2 separate regions of the Sus scrofa genome follow, and region 1 is linked to region 2. A link is a contact called in public HiChIP or PLAC-seq data. All regions are on one chromosome and are shown on one strand. The core of a region is the stretch at or near the end of the contact, and the rest is flanking DNA. Distances in the headings are between cores, read along the strand shown. Region 1 overlaps CENPK (centromere protein K). Region 2 overlaps CWC27 (CWC27 spliceosome associated protein homolog).

Region 1 (3,325 bases), core at 486-2,985, 610 kb after region 2:
TTTAAAAGTTGCAAGCAATAGTTCAGTTTCTTCTTTCCTCCCCCATTCTGTACACACTCATCATCCCCCCCCACCCCCGCCCCACTTCACCCAGACAGAGGCTAACAGTCTGAGCTGCCCTGGTTGAGTTGATCCTAAAGTTAACATTCAGCAGCCCATTTCCAGACAGCAGCGCTAAATCTATTTGGATAAAACGCGTGTGACCCAGACAGTTGGCATTTGGCCCAAACGCGTTGCACCGGCAGCTCAAATAAAAACAAGAGTAAGAAACTCACTCTTGTTCCCTCTCAGTGCGCTTTCTCACTCTCTCACTCTCTTTGCCTCCAGTACAAGTAAAGAAATTACCAAAGACAGGAATTGTAGTACACACGTTATCAGAAGACAGGTTTCCAATAACCCCTCCAGCAGCACAACCTTCCCCTCAGTCTCTGAATTTTGATCACATATAGCATATATACAGACATATCCTAATGTTCAAGGCTCCAAAGGGTTATGAGTCTAGCAAGTCCCAAGTGGCCAAGAGTAAATCAAAAACACACGTTTCCATCTCTTTGATTAGCCTATTAAGAGCTTAACATATCCTAGAGCATCAGGACTATAGCTAGTACATTAATTCTGCCCTCTGAGCCAAGGCATAAAATATGCACTTGTCTGACTACTTAAGAGACTGACTTTAAACTATAAAATGCAGGTTTTTCTTTAAGAAAACTAGAAATCAGTTAGAAAGATAACACCATTACTACTTTCCCGATTACTATCTGGTGACTAAAGACCACAAAAAATCATAAGTCATATTTCACAAAACATGTCTATATTCGTATAATAAACGTATATATTTTTGCATCATAAAATATTTGCAAGACCCACAATTCTCCAACCCCCGACTAGTCTGGAGTTAAAAGATTTCTATCTGTAAAATGAGTTCAGTCAAGCTCACTCATTGCCATTTAAAAAAAAAGAAAAAAAAAAAAAAAAAAAAAAAAACACCACACACAGAAAAAAAAGTTTTCTACGCGTTATTCGGAAGACAAGCAAAGCACAAGTTTTAATTTAAAAAAAAAAAAAGGTTTCATTGAATATTGTGAAGTCTTCCTTACCGTTTTCATCTTCAAATTCTGATAAAAAGTAAGTTTCAAACAATAGAGATTGCACTGGACGACTCACGTACTCCCTCTCCTCTCTTAACTTTTTTTTCTGCCCCCCTTTGCAAAGCCACAGCAGTCAGTTAGTTATTCTGCAGCCAGAATAAAACCCTATAGTCTGGCTAACCCGGGCTTTAGAGAACGGACTTTCCGACTTGGCAGAAAAAGAGATGCCTTCAATACATCCAGGCTATCATCCTGAGATGCTGTCTTTACAAACCCACTTTCTCTCCCGCAACTCCCCCCCTCCAAAAAAAAAAAAAAAAAAAAAAAAAGGAAAGAAAAAAAAGAAAGGAAGGAAGGGAAAAAAAGACTTATTGGGGGTGGAAGTGGTGCCCTCTTCCTGGACAGCTTAGTGCCTTTGCTATGCAAATAACATGTGAAGAGCATCAAAAGGTATCAGGAGAAAAGAAGACAAGAGGAGCAGGAAGGGCAGCAAAGTTTTGTTGAAGTAGCCCTAGATCTCACTACCGGCCCCCAGCCAACTTGAATTGCAGCAGGAGAAAATTTTGGCAGCTTTTCCTCGGAGGCAGAGCACACTGACGTCAGTCTGCAGATGTGCCGGGCTGCGTCGGGTGCGCATGTGTCCTGGGCCGTCACGTGGAGGGGGAGGGGAGGTAGAGGTACAATCAGGGTAACCAACTACCAGCCATTCAGAAGGGCTTAGACAATGTCAACTTTTCCACCCTGTGAATGAGAGAAATTCTGGCCCTTCTAACCTCAGTGCCCTTACCCACTCCTCCAGTTTTCCTCCTCCTCCTCTAACCTCTTTAGAAAGTCTAGCCTGGTTTGTGATTAGTTGTTTCTTGGGAAGGAGGAGGAAGGATGAATGGCTTTAGAACTAATGTCACTACTGAGATCTCCGGTGCCCCTCTCCGTGTATTTTTTTTAAAGTCCACACAACAATAATGTTAAAAGTTGCACATAAACACTGTCTTTGAGGAAACTATAGCAAACTTCAATGGAAGATTCAAGTCTCGGTAGCTACACATGCAAAAAATGCCTGTGTTTGGGGGGGGGGTTGTTTTTTGTTTTTTTAATATACCTCAATGAGTAATATTGCCAGCAAAAGGGAGAGTAGACTAAAATAAACTGAGACCAGCACATTTTCCATCTGATTACTGACTTAAGGTTATGTGGGGCTTTAAAAAAAAAGGGGGGGGGGGGAGTGGGGGAGGAGAGGGAGCCGGGGAAGAGAGAAAAGCTTGCATTATTTCCAGATGAGAATGAGACTGGATGGTGTTTTAAAGTGCAACCGGGGGAAGCTACAAGTGGAGTGTATTTTTTTAAGACAGTACATTGAATGAAACCTCAATGACTGCCCAAACGAAAATAAATCCGAAGGCAGACCCCCAAAGGGGGAGAGGAGCAGGAACCCTGCTGCGATCTCAAGATAAACAAACAAAACCTCAAAACTGGTTCTTCAAGCTTCCCAGTCCAACCCCCTCCCCCTCAACTACTTACACACCAGCTGCCAGTCCATACTTTAAGGATAAAACACGGCTACAACGTAGCACTTTCACTTTCATTTGCTGTGAGAAAGCCACTGGAATTAAACTGTGGGGGAAATGCCCAAATCTGTTTTCCATGTCCTAAGCAAGCAAACAAAGTCTGGCACACAAATCGGAAACAGGAAAAAATGTGAAAATAGCTCAGGACAAATGTCGCCTTTCAGCGGTGTAATCTGCTGCATCATTTATCTATCTCTATGGTTGAGAGTAGGGTAGGGAGAGGTTTAAGAGTTTCCGAAGGGGGGCGGCCGGGAGGGGGGAGGGGGGACGGGAATTGACGCCTTGAAATTCCAGTTCACAGTTAAGGCCAAGTCAATTTCCGATGGCCAGAACCAGAAAGGGGAATTGGACGGGAGGGAAGGGGATGGGGAGGGGAGCCTTTCTGAGTATCAGCTCTTAAGTTTCATCCTTCTGTTAACGTTATTGCTCATTTGACATTTTTTTTCCCTTCCTACACCGGAGGTAGTAGGTGTAATTCTTCTGGTGAATACATGAATAGTTGGCTAAAAGAAGGCAAGAATCAGACTTAGAACATCCAAGAATACAGTTATTTCCATTCTTCTTTAAAGGCTGTCCACAGTCAATAGTCCTCATCTTGACCTATATTAGTAAGTAGTACATGGCTTAAAGCCATTTAAAACATAGAAATATGTCCTGTGGTTGGAACTGACA
Region 2 (3,228 bases), core at 718-3,217:
TATATTTGCATATGAGAAAATTAATTTGGCATTGTTCTTTTAAAAAGTCTTTGAAGTAACATTTTAAGAATATAAGTTCAGATTATATGTATCTTTGGAATATGTTTTAATAAAACATTATAACTATTGAAGTTTAGTATAGATGAACACCTGGCACCTAAACCAGGTTAAAACAAAGTTCATACAATTTAAACCCCTACAAAGATATAAACCTGATAATGGAAATATATTATGCCAAAGGGATTTACCTCTTCTGTACTATTTAAGATTGAAAAACTCTCAGTTTCCAGGCAGAACAATTGCTTAGCCTTAGTACATTATTGCATGCTTTAATGTTGTCTGCTTCACATCAGTCAGCTTCTGCTCACCATAACTTTTTTTGTTGTTATTTGATTTCCATTTCTGATTCTTAGGACAGAAAGAAATCCATATATAGAGTTATGATACTTTGAGCTAGAAGGGGTATTCAAATGTGCTGTTTACCAAATCCAGAGAATTACATACCTATTAGATCTTAAAGAGAAAAAAAAAAAAATAGATGGCTCAGTGGTTAACAAACCTGACTAGGATTCATGAGTTTAGATCCCTGGCCTCACTCAGTGGTTAAGGATCCGATGTTGCCATGAGCTGTGGTATAGGTCGCAGATGCACCTCAGATCTGGGGTTGCTACAGCTGTGGCGTAGGCCAGCACCTATAGCTCCGATTGGACCCCTAGCCTGGGAACTTCGATATGCTGCAGGTGTGGCCCTAAAAAGCAAAAACAAGTCAACAATAAGAAAAACAATTAAAGAAATGAACAAAAGACAAAGATATATGAGGAAAACAATATTTGAAAATATACTATATGTGCATTCTTGCTGAGATGGATCACTATTATAAGCAAAAAAAAAATTTTAATTTTCTGTGTATTGTTATTTCACATTTTAGTGTAAAGTGTATAAGGAGCTAGAAGAAAACAAAGATTACAGCTTATTTGCCTTTAAATCTGGAATTTTAATTAGTTACTTCAACTGACAAGGAACCTAGGGCTTAGATTCTGGCTCCTAGGTTTGTATTTTACGCAGTGTTGAAATTGCTCACCTAAGCATTGGAGCAGAGTGTATTGCAGAGTGTAGGGAAAGAATGGTGAAGCCAGAGAGCTTTCTAATATTCTCTCAGCTGTATTTGCAAAGTTTAACTTATTCAGGATCACGGTCCAAGTAATGGACAACTTAGGATTTAAATACAGATATGTTTGACTCAACTGCCCTATTATACCTCCCCTGAGATGAGGCATAAAGGATGAGCTGTTAGAATGGTGGACTGAGTATATGCAAGTGGGTGGGTAGGAGTTTGATATTGTGAAAACTGTGGGAACTTGGGTGAAAACATGCATGTCTATCTGTCTGAGTTAATGGTACCAAGTATTAGACACGTAGACTGAGACCAGATCAAGATGGGCTAGGTATACTTAGAAACTGGACTCTCCTTGAGATGGTGGGGAACAATATAAAGTAAAACTGGAAAGTGACATGACCAGGTTTTTGTTACAGAGAGATCACTGTAGTAGTAGTATGAAAAATAAACAGGAAAGAGCCAAAATTTGAGGTTGCAGAAACCTACCAGGAGGCTGCTTTATTAGTCCAAGTCTAGATAAGATATGATGAAAACCTGAATTAGACGTTGTTCTGTTTGCTATGTTATTTGCACTCAGTAAACACTTTTCAAACATCTACGATATGCACATAGATATAAAGATAAGGAAAGATCCTCTTTTGGCACAAAAAAGCTCTCAGCTGAGCCAGATATATTGCCTTGAACTATAGACCACAATGAACTCTATGCAAAACAGAGGTTCAGAGAAACTACAGTAGCTTCATGGAGGAGGGAGAGATTAATTTTGACCTTAGATATCAGGAAGTCTGCATGTATGCACAGTAGATAGCATTAAGACCAGTCCTTGAAGAAGAAGTAGTTTGAATAAGAGGAAATGGGTGGGAAGGGGAATTTCCAGCAGAGGAAACTGAGAAAAGTACAGAGTGTATTTGACGAACAATCTGTTGTGACTGGAAGAAAGGATATAGTTGGAAATAAAGCTGGAAAGATAGATTGGGACCAGATCATGAGATAGCTTTCAGAATAGTAAAGTGCAAATATAACTCATTTTGCTTGATTTATGTATTAATTCAGGTGTTCAGATAAACATAGATCAACTTCTTTTTTTAACTAGAGTAAATCAATTTGAAAGATTCACAGTCGGGTGAATACTGGATTTCTGTATTTTTGGAAAGGAGCATTGCAAGTAGGAGGGTTTGGTGAGATTACTATAGCAGGTAGTTCTGTTTATTTTACTTTTTTAACTTGAAAATGAATACCAAGTCCCTATGCTAAATGAGGTGTTAGTTTAAAGGAGAGGAATGAATCTGCCTAATGGCAAGGTGAAAACAAATTTTATTTCAAGCGCTATGCTAAACATTGTATTTGTGTAGTGAATGTTCTCAAATGTCATGACAGCTGCAATCCATAAAGACTAAGACTGTGATCCTAGCATCATTTACTCTAAATGAGATCTGGAGTTTCCCCTTGTGGTGCAGTGGAAGCGAACCCGACTAGCATCCATGAGGATGCAGGTTCCATCCTTGGCCTTGTTCAGTGAGTTAAGGATCCAGCATTACTGTGGTATAGTTTGCAGACTCAGCTTGGATCCAGCATTGCTGTGGCTGTGGCACAGGCTGTCAGGCTGGCAGCTGTAGCTCCTATTCGACCTCTAGCCTGGGAACTTCCATATGTTGCAGGTGCGGCCCTAAAAAGCAAAAATAAATAAATAAGATCTGAACAAGTCAACATTTCTGAATTGTTCTCATCTGTAAGATGTGATTAATACTTGCCCTTCCTATCTCAATAGGATTGTGGGCAGGTCAGATGAAATAAGGTACATGGAACTACTTTTAAGACCTGATGCCACTGATGGCCTATAGAGTTTAAAGTGCCTTTGCTACCACGTAATTCAACCCTCTCTTTATTTTTATTTTTTTTTATTTTATAGTGTTTTTTCTTTTTTTTTTTCATTATAGCTGGTTTACAGTGTTCTGTCAATTTTCTAGTGTACAGCAGGGTGACCCAGTTACACATACATGTATAGATTTTTTTCCTCACATTGTCATGCTCCATCACTATCATGCTCCATCATAAGTGACTAGATATAGTTTCCAATGCTACACAGCAGGATCCCTCCCTTTAACAACCAT

The links. HiChIP or PLAC-seq counts read pairs in DNA pulled down with a chosen protein or histone mark.
Region 1: a contact with region 2 is called in an H3K27ac HiChIP or PLAC-seq map of alveolar macrophages. The contact joins two enhancer-like sites. A contact is called at or near these places in 2 of 5 promoter capture datasets (fetal liver and liver), 17 of 47 Hi-C or Micro-C datasets (adipocytes, alveolar macrophages, embryonic fibroblasts and 11 more) and 2 of 2 datasets of contacts at active chromatin or transcription factors (alveolar macrophages and skeletal muscle).

Annotation. Positions count from the first base shown.
Region 1 is chr16:44,017,991-44,021,315 of Sscrofa11.1, forward strand. The region is part of intron 10 of CENPK (centromere protein K); the gene reads right to left. Among named protein-coding and RNA genes, the nearest start is that of ADAMTS6, 8.8 kb to the left of the region's middle. Within about 2 kb of position 1,736, at least 73 of the 83 cell types and tissues checked have an H3K27ac peak or open chromatin away from gene starts, as enhancers often do. A contact at or near this core is called in alveolar macrophages, where this site is marked.
Region 2 is chr16:43,403,179-43,406,406 of Sscrofa11.1, forward strand. All of the region lies in intron 10 of CWC27 (CWC27 spliceosome associated protein homolog), which reads left to right. Among named protein-coding and RNA genes, the nearest start is that of CWC27, 58 kb to the left of the region's middle. Within about 2 kb of position 1,968, at least 3 of the 83 cell types and tissues checked have an H3K27ac peak or open chromatin away from gene starts, as enhancers often do. A contact at or near this core is called in alveolar macrophages, where this site is marked.